Regions from separate parts of the Scleropages formosus genome. Here region 1 is linked to region 2. A link is a contact called in public Hi-C data. All regions are on one chromosome and are shown on one strand. The core of a region is the stretch at or near the end of the contact, and the rest is flanking DNA. Distances in the headings are between cores, read along the strand shown.

Region 1 (4,938 bases), core at 989-3,488, 220 kb after region 2:
CTGCATTTCAGCGGTAGTCCTGACAGCAATTACATCTGAATCTTTTTTCACAAAGAAAAGCAATCAACTCACTTGTCAAGGAAGTCCTTGTCCACCACAGCTGAGATGTCAAGCAAAGGATTTCCCATCCCAAACAAGGCATTCTGACTGAGGGAAACAAAAATATTGTGCTGATTATATCTGTAAACAAACCATGATTTGCTGAGCTAGAAAATACAGAAGATTATTAATGTTAAGACGGCGTGCTTCTGCAAGAAATTTGTGAAGCACATCAGTCTGTTGACGGAGAGATCAATTCAGCAAATCCAAAGAGCATACCTAATTCGCCAATTGCAATACCAATAATAATAACTGTTATTCCAGAATGATACGAGTTCACAAGTGTAACAGCTGACAGAGGGACAGTGCAGTGAGAGCAGGTGAAGACAAGCTGAAGAAGACATGATGGACAGGCAAAGCCCTCATGCCCGCACACACACTTGTGTCCATGTGAGGTGGTGTGTGTTGCCCATGCCAACAGGTGTGGCCCAGGGGAGCGTGAGTGCGCGCGCCCAGTGCCTGTGTGTGTGCACGAGACAGTCGAGTCGGTGCCTGAGGAGAACCGCGCCGTTACACACTGTGTGAGCAGCACAATTGTGGCGTTTTTCTAAAATGAAATAGTAGTTATGAAAATAAATAATAATACTAAGCAGAACTTCCAAAAATCCAAATTAAAGACTCATACAGTCACTAACTAGGGAAAAATATTAGACAATGAATGATCACGAGAACCTCTCACGAGTCGTGTGTGACTAAAACTGAGCAAAGACGAAAATTCGATGCTTCTCTCTTTGCATGATAAAATGTAGGGAACGTTGCTGTTTACACTGCAGGTTAAATACAAATACCCGTGCGAAAACACACCCTCAAAAACATGGCTTTGAACGAATTTTTGCGACGTGAGGCGATTTACCGTAGAAACGGCATGCTTTCGGATGCTTTGCCCGGGCAGGCGGTGCTCGCGGAGTCTCGCGCTGCTGTCCTCGCGTCACGGCTCTCGCGCTGGCCGAGTGAACGTTCCGCAGCAACTGTCGAGTAAAAGCGGAACCCTTTGGCTCCGCGTGCCTTCCAGTCTGATTGGACGAGGCCCGAGTGGGAGGAGCGCGCAGTTTGACAGCGCCTCGCAATCAAGAGCGTCTCCTCCTCACTCCCTACCTACCGTTATGTCACGCGTCGCCGTGCATCCCGCAAAAACGTCAAATGTAGCTCGCTTACTTCAAACATGTTTACGGAAAAGCGCAAGAAAGGCGCCATTTGCAACTAAAACTTTCGTACATGTACGACATCAGTATGTAATTACGCAGCTATTATTTGCAATAGTAGGTGAGGGAAGAAGTGTTTACTACGTCCCAAATTCACAGCTTAGTTAACGGTTAACCCCCAACACAGAGTAGCAAAGATGAAATCTCTGCATGGAAAGTCTTTCAACGATAGGCCTACACTTCAGTTTGGTAATGTGCTCATCCATGGTTTAATACGGTAGTTATACGGTAACTTGTGAAACGCAACGTAACGCGAGGGAACGCTTTCCTACACGGTGAATGAAACACACGGAACGAGGCGGGGCTAATAGTTGCCTAATAAGCGCAGAATGGGCGGGGCTATGTGTAGCCTGACACGCGCAGATAGGCGGGGCACACCTCAACCGAATGACATTAAAGCCACAGACAGGACTTTTCCCCTGGGAATACATATTAAAATTATGGAAATTTTGTACAATGTACAGCTTTGGAGAAGCAAAACATCAGACTTTGCGTTTTTCTGACTATAGAGTATAGCACACTGCTTCCTACTAGTGTTAACAGCCCCAGGTCCATTACTTATATATATTTTAATCACAATGACATGAATGAATAGTCCTACCTATCTATGTTTTTGCAGCATCTGGAATAATATTATCCAATTTTCTATCCCACAAACCAACACAAATGAAGACCTAGCATTCTGGGTCACTGCTGTAAACAGCTGGTAACGTAGACGTGGTTGGAGCTACTGCAGCGAGCTCCTCCATCTAGACTAGACAATAGTTCTATCTACCGAAGGTAACGCCCCTTGCAGCTAAGTCTCACTTTACCTGAGTTTCTTTTTATCCATGTTTGAAGTTTCTCCGTCTAAGTCTGTCTGCTGCCATGGTCAGGACGCTGTCCCGGCATCAACACATGTCACCTGGGGCAGAGCGCTGACGATCCAGGTCCTTGCTGCCTGCGTCATCCACTAACGTCACCACGTAGGGCACGTTGCCGTGTGACGTCACGCACCACGCTGGGCGGCCTGGACCCATGACGGCGGACGGACGAGCTGGGCGAAGAGAGAAGCGATCAGTTTCGCTGCTCTTTGTTCTGATCGTCCGATTCCGAAGAGGCGTCTTACATCCTCCTTTGTGTTTTATCACTGATGAACTACAGGTTCTTCATATGTCCTTCTAGTATTAAATCTACCTTGCATATTATGCTTGTTTAGTAAATTTGAAAGATTGCACCATGAGTGGAATAAAACATAATTGGTGCCTCAGTGTAGAGAAATATAGGACAGAGTGAGTTTCTCAGAGGAGCAGCTACTCGGTGTACAAAAAGATGCATATTTTGCCACATTTTATGAAACATAGATGTAATGGATTGTATTTAATGAACATTAGTATTAAGCTTTCTTACATGGTAAAAAGAGAAAAGATTAATAACTTCTCACTCTTGGTCACACTCTTAGTAGTAGTACCACAATTCATTTGAGCTGCATGGAGAAGTTTTATAAAAAATAGACAAAAATAAAAAAAAAAAAACACAGCTTAAATGTTATAAAATCCTTTATTATAAGAGCATGTCAAATGGAACAATTTAAACAGAAAAAATTTAGGACGATCAAAGGAGTCTGACAATCTGGATTAATTATTGAACCCAAATACCATACACTTCTATGAATATATGTTGTTAAAAACCAAAGCACATACCTTTTAGACTATTAAACTTTTACTGAAGGCACCATGGTATGTAGATTAGACAGGTTTAAGGAATATTATAGAACAAATAATATACATTCAGTCTGCAGCATGTTCTTTGAAACACAATCCTTAGCCAAAGTCACATCTTCAATGACCATCTAACATCTTGGTGAATTCAATTTATTACAGTTATATTTAACTTCTGTGCATAATTTAGGATCCATTGTTCTAGTCTCGAAGAACCTTTTATGGCTTCATTTATGAAATATTTAATATATTACCGATCATCTATTTATCGAAAAATTCTAACCTTGAAGAGTAATTTAAGAGGCAGCAATAATAAATAACTGAAACTGGAGTGAATGGCATGCAGGCCTCATTTGTACAGTCCTCCAAGAAATGTGATTTTAATTGTATTCTCTTCCCCTTTAAAGCACAGATTTATTACTAGGAATCACACAACTTGATGAAATTGTTATAGCACAGTTTTATACTACTAACATGAGCTGGGCTTGAACTGTGGATAAACCTGTATGTATGATAACCAAAAATTAAGAGACAGCAAATGGTCAACAAATGGTATTTGAATAATTAATCAAAGTAATTTCACTAAATTCATAGCAACACAAAGATGCAAATACAGTCTTAAATATTGTTTACTGTTTTAGGACAGGCTAAACCTAAATAATGATTTGTAACTCATTTATGTTTCAAAGAATCTATATGTTACAGGAACAAAAAATTAACACACAAAAACTTCTGTCAAGGTCCTTAATAAACTACCACTTAGTGTTCACCGATATTACAAAAAAACACAATGAAACAAATTCTTTGGCATAGTTTTTGACACAGTTTGTGAAATAAGAAAGATGGGTAAATACTGTATTGCTGAAACAAGCCATTCAAAAGCACTTTAATTTACCTTGTTACATAAAACTCACATTGACAGCAGTGTTTTCTATAGTTATGATAGAACAATGTAAATTAGGAATACGGTTTGAAAATTGTTTGGTGTAAAGTCTATATTTATATATTCATTATCTTCAAGCAAGTGAAGCACAAGGCAAGTACAGACAGGAGTGTACAAGAATTATTGAAGATAATCCTGATATTTAAACTGCAGTAATATGCAATACTGTTCTAAAAAAAGCTTTCTTCTTCATGCAGATTCAGACAGACTTGTTAGACATGTAACAAGTAATATCTTGATACCAAAAATATAATCTCCAAATATATATACATACAGTATATACCTGGGATTTTGTAATCACACCAGAATGTGAACACAAAAATAATTCTAATTTTGCTTTTTAAAAAAGTATATCCAGCAAAAACAAAATCTGAATCTACTGAAAGAAAGAAGGGGCAGATTAATGAGGTTTTCTGAAATCTAACAAGTTCTTTAGCCACTGTTTAAAAAATTTTTTTTTTTTTTTTTTTAAATTTTCTTTTTTTTGTGTCTCCATAAAGGGGTTGTGGGGATCGTTTTCGGCAAAGTGTGAACAAGGACGTGTCCTCAGTCCACTCCCTGCTCGGAGGGACGTGGTCTCCCACGGTCTCCCGCTCACAGCATGAGCTTACTGGTACCAGGGGGTCTTTCGCACCCAACGCAGTGTGAACCCCGCGTCCGTCCGGATCTTAATGGAAGCTGCTTCTGCCTCTCTCACAGTCTCCTTCACAGATTGCATCAGGTTCTGGGCATTGTGGACCAACATCTCCGTAGCCTTAACGGATGGAAACGGAATTTTTTAAAGGATCACGCGTTGCTTTAAGCGTGTACACGTTATCTGCATTGTGCCCACCCCCCTCTGGTCCATGATGCTCACCTGCTCAGACTCCTCCTCGCTGATGTTAGTGCGACCTAGCATGGTGGCCTTCACTGTGGACAGGATCTTCAGCTGTGTGCTGATAGTGGGGATGCGCTCGCACACCTGAAGAAACGCGAGCACAGCGACGCACATTGC
Region 2 (5,039 bases), core at 740-3,239:
TTGAGTAAATAGAGGAACTCTTGAAGGTGATAGCTTTGGCAACACTGCCACTCACTGTACGAAAGCATGCAGCACACACATACACAAACAACCAGCAGAAATACTTGCCGTCACTAAAACTGAAATATTTCATCTTGCCAGGTTTTTCTGTTTCTCATTTGGAATATCCCAAATCAAAAAGAGAAATTTTAAAAATCAAAACATATTGTTTATTACAATATACTATTTTAATCCAATTCAAATCTGAAGTTCCTTGTATTTTATTTATATTTTTAATTATATTTTTGTTGAACATTTAGTTCAACAAAAGTAGCAGTAACTACTAAATGCAGACTATAACAAACAACTATCTTTATGAAGAGCCTATCTACATATAAGTGTTTATAGCACATTTTTGCTCAAGTTGACTAAAAAAAAAAAACAAACATTTTTTGTATTTTTGTATCAAATTCAACAAGACACCATGTAGTCTAGAAAAAAGAGGAAAGGCCTGTCTTGGCACAACAATGTTCCTTACTGTGTATTAATGTAGTACGGTGACAGCCAGAAGCAACAAAGAAAAAAAAAAAACAGCAGAGGGGCTGAGAGAAAAACGAGCACGGAGTTTCTACATTTCCCCCTGCAGATGGCAAGATACATCTTTTCATTGCTATACCGACAGGGAGAGTAGCTAAGGGACCAGGCCCTGTCTGTAAAATGTGCCGGGGAACAGTAGGTACTTGGCACAAGCAGCAGAAACAATTAGTGTCACACAAAGAGGGCCGTGGCTGCGGGGAAGACGGGAGATGTGAGTGCGCAGCTTAATGTGTTCAGAGAGGAGACCTGAGACAAACACACTCACTCCCAGGCATTATTCCTCATCATTACGCATATCAACTAGGCTTCCTCTCCTCTCTCTTTTCGCTCTCCAAGGCACCACTTGCTTAATTGACGTGTATTTCTGTGTTAGGAACACGTCTGCATCCACGCATTCTTAATTATGGATTGGCGGAGGGCATGTGTCCAATGAGGACCCCCCCCATCTCAATTTTCCATTCATATCTACATAATTTTATTACACCCCAAGTGAGGGAGAAATGAGATCAATTGAGAGACAAAGTTGCTGTCATAACTTCTAATCAAATGTAATTGTTCAGGTGTACACCTTATTTGTATTCTGCTTTTAAACAAGGGGAATGCATAAAAAGTTCATGTCAGCATTGAAAGAAATTTTCCACAAATAATAATTCACGGTAATACAACTTGATATATATTACTTCATTACAGTTAATTACTGTGAGTTTGACCTGGAAACCATCAGTATTCTAGTTCTCATCCTTATTCAGTAATCTCTCACATAATTACAGTTGTAGCTACAGTAAGAATAGGAATAATTTGATAAAGGATTAACAGATTACAATACATACAGGTAAACAGCTTCAGTTTTTTTAAATAAACTATCTGTTAAATTTCAACTTTTTTCACGCTTTAACTTGTAATGGATAATTCCACTTGTAAGGGCATCAAGAAATATTCTGATCAACTCAACATTTTATATTAGGGGTTAATGCATCTGATGCATAGATTAACATCCAAGCAATAACTTTGCTTGCTAGATCACTACCATGTGACTTAAAAAAAAAAAAACAGCAAGTAAAGACTGAGTGTTCATCTTTCAGCAAGTGTTTTAAATGGCACCTTTGATTTTCATTTAATTACTACTTCAAAGTTGAATTCCATATTTCCTTCAGCAACTTGAGTAACTTTAAAAGTTCATAAGTAGTACTGGGAAATTGCAGTTTAATACTATCAATCATGTTTATATGACTATAACAAAGGTGATGCATACTGCAAGTATAACGTAAGTAATTAAGGGCCATCTATTATAACGCAGCAAGGCTATAAATGAGCCTAACTACCCTTTTCACTCTGCCATGACAAAGCAGGAACAAGCAGTACCGCAATCGTTACAGGGTTCTGCCCACTAACGTCACAACTGTCCTTCACAATCGCATTGCCATTTTGACTAATACAGACAACTGGAGAGTTTGAAGGACACCTGGGAGGAGTGTTTTAGGGGACAACTGGTAGTGTAGTAGTTACAGCTACTGCACTGCCTTCAGAACCAAGGTCTCAGGTTCGATTCCCACCTCCGGCTGTAGTACCCTTGAGCAAGGTACTTACTCATTTTGCCGTTTCATTTCGCCTTTCGGAGCCATTTTACGGTGGGTGGTGACGGCGTCCAGTGACTGGAGAAAAACTGGTAATTCAGCAGCGCGCCGCTTGTGTGTCTTGTGCAGTGAGTATATAATTAATTAATGGACTTAGTTTACACGTCGCCGGGACTCACGACTACACGCCACGATTACGAGTGCCATTTGACGATATTAAGAAGTCATACTTTGTGGCTAAATCGTTTGTATATTTTAGTTATATGTAATGTTGTCCTGGAAGATGAACCAGAAAAATTAGTCAGTCAGTGTGAGTACTTAGAAGTTAGATAAATAAACTAGCGTGCGTAGTACTTACTTCCGATTTTAAAGTCTGTATTCTATTTCCCCGATATTCGCGGCGTTTATACACCTTACACGAAAAGAAAATTAATTAGTAGGCTGGTTTAATGGCGCTAGTAGAAACGTTCATATTTTACTAATGGATTAGTCATTTTTGTCTATTTACCAAGAACACACAACAACGATCACCTGACAAACGCCACCCCCCTCTACCCCACACTCTCAAGTATACGCGCCACATAAAACGGTGACCGGCGCTCCGCCTTTGGTCGGATTGTTCATTTGAGAGAATATTCCGTACGTGGCGGTAAAATGTCCCCGTCCGGAAATCCGGAAACCATGCGATGGACAGAGTAAAGCGCTGCCGTGAAGTGCCCATGTCGCGGCTTGTCCATATGCACTGCTGGGCGTCGCCCTAGTCACCGGCTACTGCCAGTCAGTGTCGTCTTTCCTGGCCTCCGCAGCGGTGAAGGTTTAACTATCGTACCCAGGGGAGGGGACACAGCAGCCAGGATGGGACTCCAGTCTGTCGCAAGGCACCCCAAGCGGGACTCGAAACCCAGACCCACCAGCGGAGAGCGGCAGGCACAGACAGGCCAAACCCGCTGCGCCACCGTGCCCCCATGACAATACATGTACACGTAACTAAATCACATGTACAGTCAAGTTTTTCCATACTGACAGGTCTTCTTTAAAATAAAGCCTTAGAGAACTTTGTTGTGTTTTTTAACCACAATATGCTACGTTACACATGTTCTTTCTCACAAGGGAAAAGCTGCCTCTCATCTGTCAGCATGAACATTTTCAAGAGCCACAGCGCCGGTGCTAAAGACAACCCCCTGATGCAGTATGTGCTCAACCACTCCATGAGGGAACACCCCGTGCTGAAGCAGCTCAGACTGGTAATTATTTCACCTCCTAGGACAAGACGCCAGTCCTAACAATGCTGACAAAACCTAAGAGGATCAAAAATACATCAAATTGGTCGTGCCCATGCATAAGCAATTTGACATGGTTGAGGAAAGTACCACAATATGGCCAGTAGATGGCAGGCTCTTCACAAAAATTAAACATCACACTGGTAATATAGTTTGGCGATTTTTCCATGTATAATCGTAATTTGCTGCTGTTCTCTATGGACAGCGGTGTCTGACAGCTATTGTACTTAACACGCACACATTTATTAGATGGGTTTTGTTTTGGCCTAATGTATATTGATATATACAAGCAGTTAGTACTACATACCATTAAAGGCTGTGTTTTTTCTAACTTCTTGTAGAAGACATTTGAAAATCCCTATAACTACATTATGGTTCCTTGTGAACAATCTCAGTTCATGGCCAACCTAGCGAAGCTGATCAAAGCTAAGAAAGCAATTGAGATTGGTATGTATTGCTCTCCATTTCACTTTCTCATGGACAATCTCTGAAAATACTAACACAGACAACCCAGTTGCACCCTTTGCTCTTGATAAAAGTATAGCATGCTATACAGACCATATTAAACAGGTCTAATTAAATGATTGAACACCCAGGACAGTCTGCAGTTTGGCTGATACAGTGATTTTATACAGACTGCTGCCAGAATATAAATCAAGAAGTCCATTCAGTGGCCACATGGAATAACTAGTAGGGTACATTAGAAGGAGTAAAATTAAGTATATTTGGAGGCCTTTCTGGATAGATACATTGTCACATTACTTCCCATCAAACATAAGGTGAAAAAATACTTTTCCTTGAAAAAAAATACATGCATACCCATGGCCACTTCTTTATTTAGCAAGTGTCCTTTCAGGCACATACAAGCATAACAAAACAGCAAAAAAGATGCCACCAGCATTTCTCCACACAGGAGTGAACCCCACACACATATATTTGCCAGTAACTACTGTCTGTTCCAGGAGTGTACACTGGGTACAATGTTCTAAATATAGCCTTGGCATTGCCCGAAGATGGTTGTATTGTGGCCTGCGACATCAATGAAAACTATGCCAATATTGGCAAGCCTTTCTGGGCAGAGGTAAGCAAAGTTTACTTATCAAGATTTACTGTCTGAAGCAACATTTCAAATGGGTTTTTTTTCCCCCCTCTTCAATATGACAGTACTATAGGTGAGATGAGAAAACCTGTTTTACGTTTCAACTTGCATTGCTGCAATGAGTGTAAATGACTTGCCGTATCAGCTCTTCTAACAGAATCATGAACCTGGGGGAAAAAGTTGTTACAAATGGTCCTCACTGTTTTAAAACTGGGGGCACATGATGTATGGTTGAGGCACCATATGATAGATAAGATTCTTGTGCAGTAATGCGCTAAGCATCCAGGTAACATACGGCAGTGTTCTAAAATTTACAGTATGGGTCGCAAATCCTATAGAAAGTCCAAAAAGTGTCATTAATTTGTATATTAGAACCACTTTCACATTTCAGTTATCAGATTTCTCTCCAAAAATTACAAGAAAGATCTGCTTTAAGAGTTTATTTCATTACCAGTTTTTTCCAAGACTGTAAACCCTATCCCAAGTGAAATCAAGTTAAGAATAGACTTC

The links. Hi-C and Micro-C count contacts between places; a contact is called where the count stands out from the background.
Region 1: a Hi-C map of muscle shows a contact between it and region 2, with 2.5 times the contacts expected there. The contact joins the promoter of LOC108939622 here to the promoter of LOC108939462 in region 2. A contact is called at or near these places in 2 of 2 Hi-C or Micro-C datasets (both in muscle).

The regions. Positions count from the first base shown.
Region 1 is chr24:20,771,936-20,776,873 of fSclFor1.1, forward strand. It overlaps LOC108939622 (adenosine kinase-like), which reads right to left and starts at 2,239. Exons shown (of 11, transcript XM_018761073.2): 1 at 2,114-2,239; 2 at 73-147. The coding sequence starts at 2,133. LOC108939667 (vinculin) reads right to left here. Exons shown (of 22, transcript XM_018761173.2): 21 at 4,801-4,905; 22 at 2,861-4,698. The coding sequence ends at 4,552.
Region 2 is chr24:20,547,585-20,552,623 of fSclFor1.1, forward strand. LOC108939462 (catechol O-methyltransferase domain-containing protein 1) reads left to right here and starts at 1,990. Exons shown (of 7, transcript XM_018760826.1): 1 at 1,990-2,155; 2 at 3,261-3,394; 3 at 3,772-3,877; 4 at 4,393-4,511. The coding sequence starts at 3,287.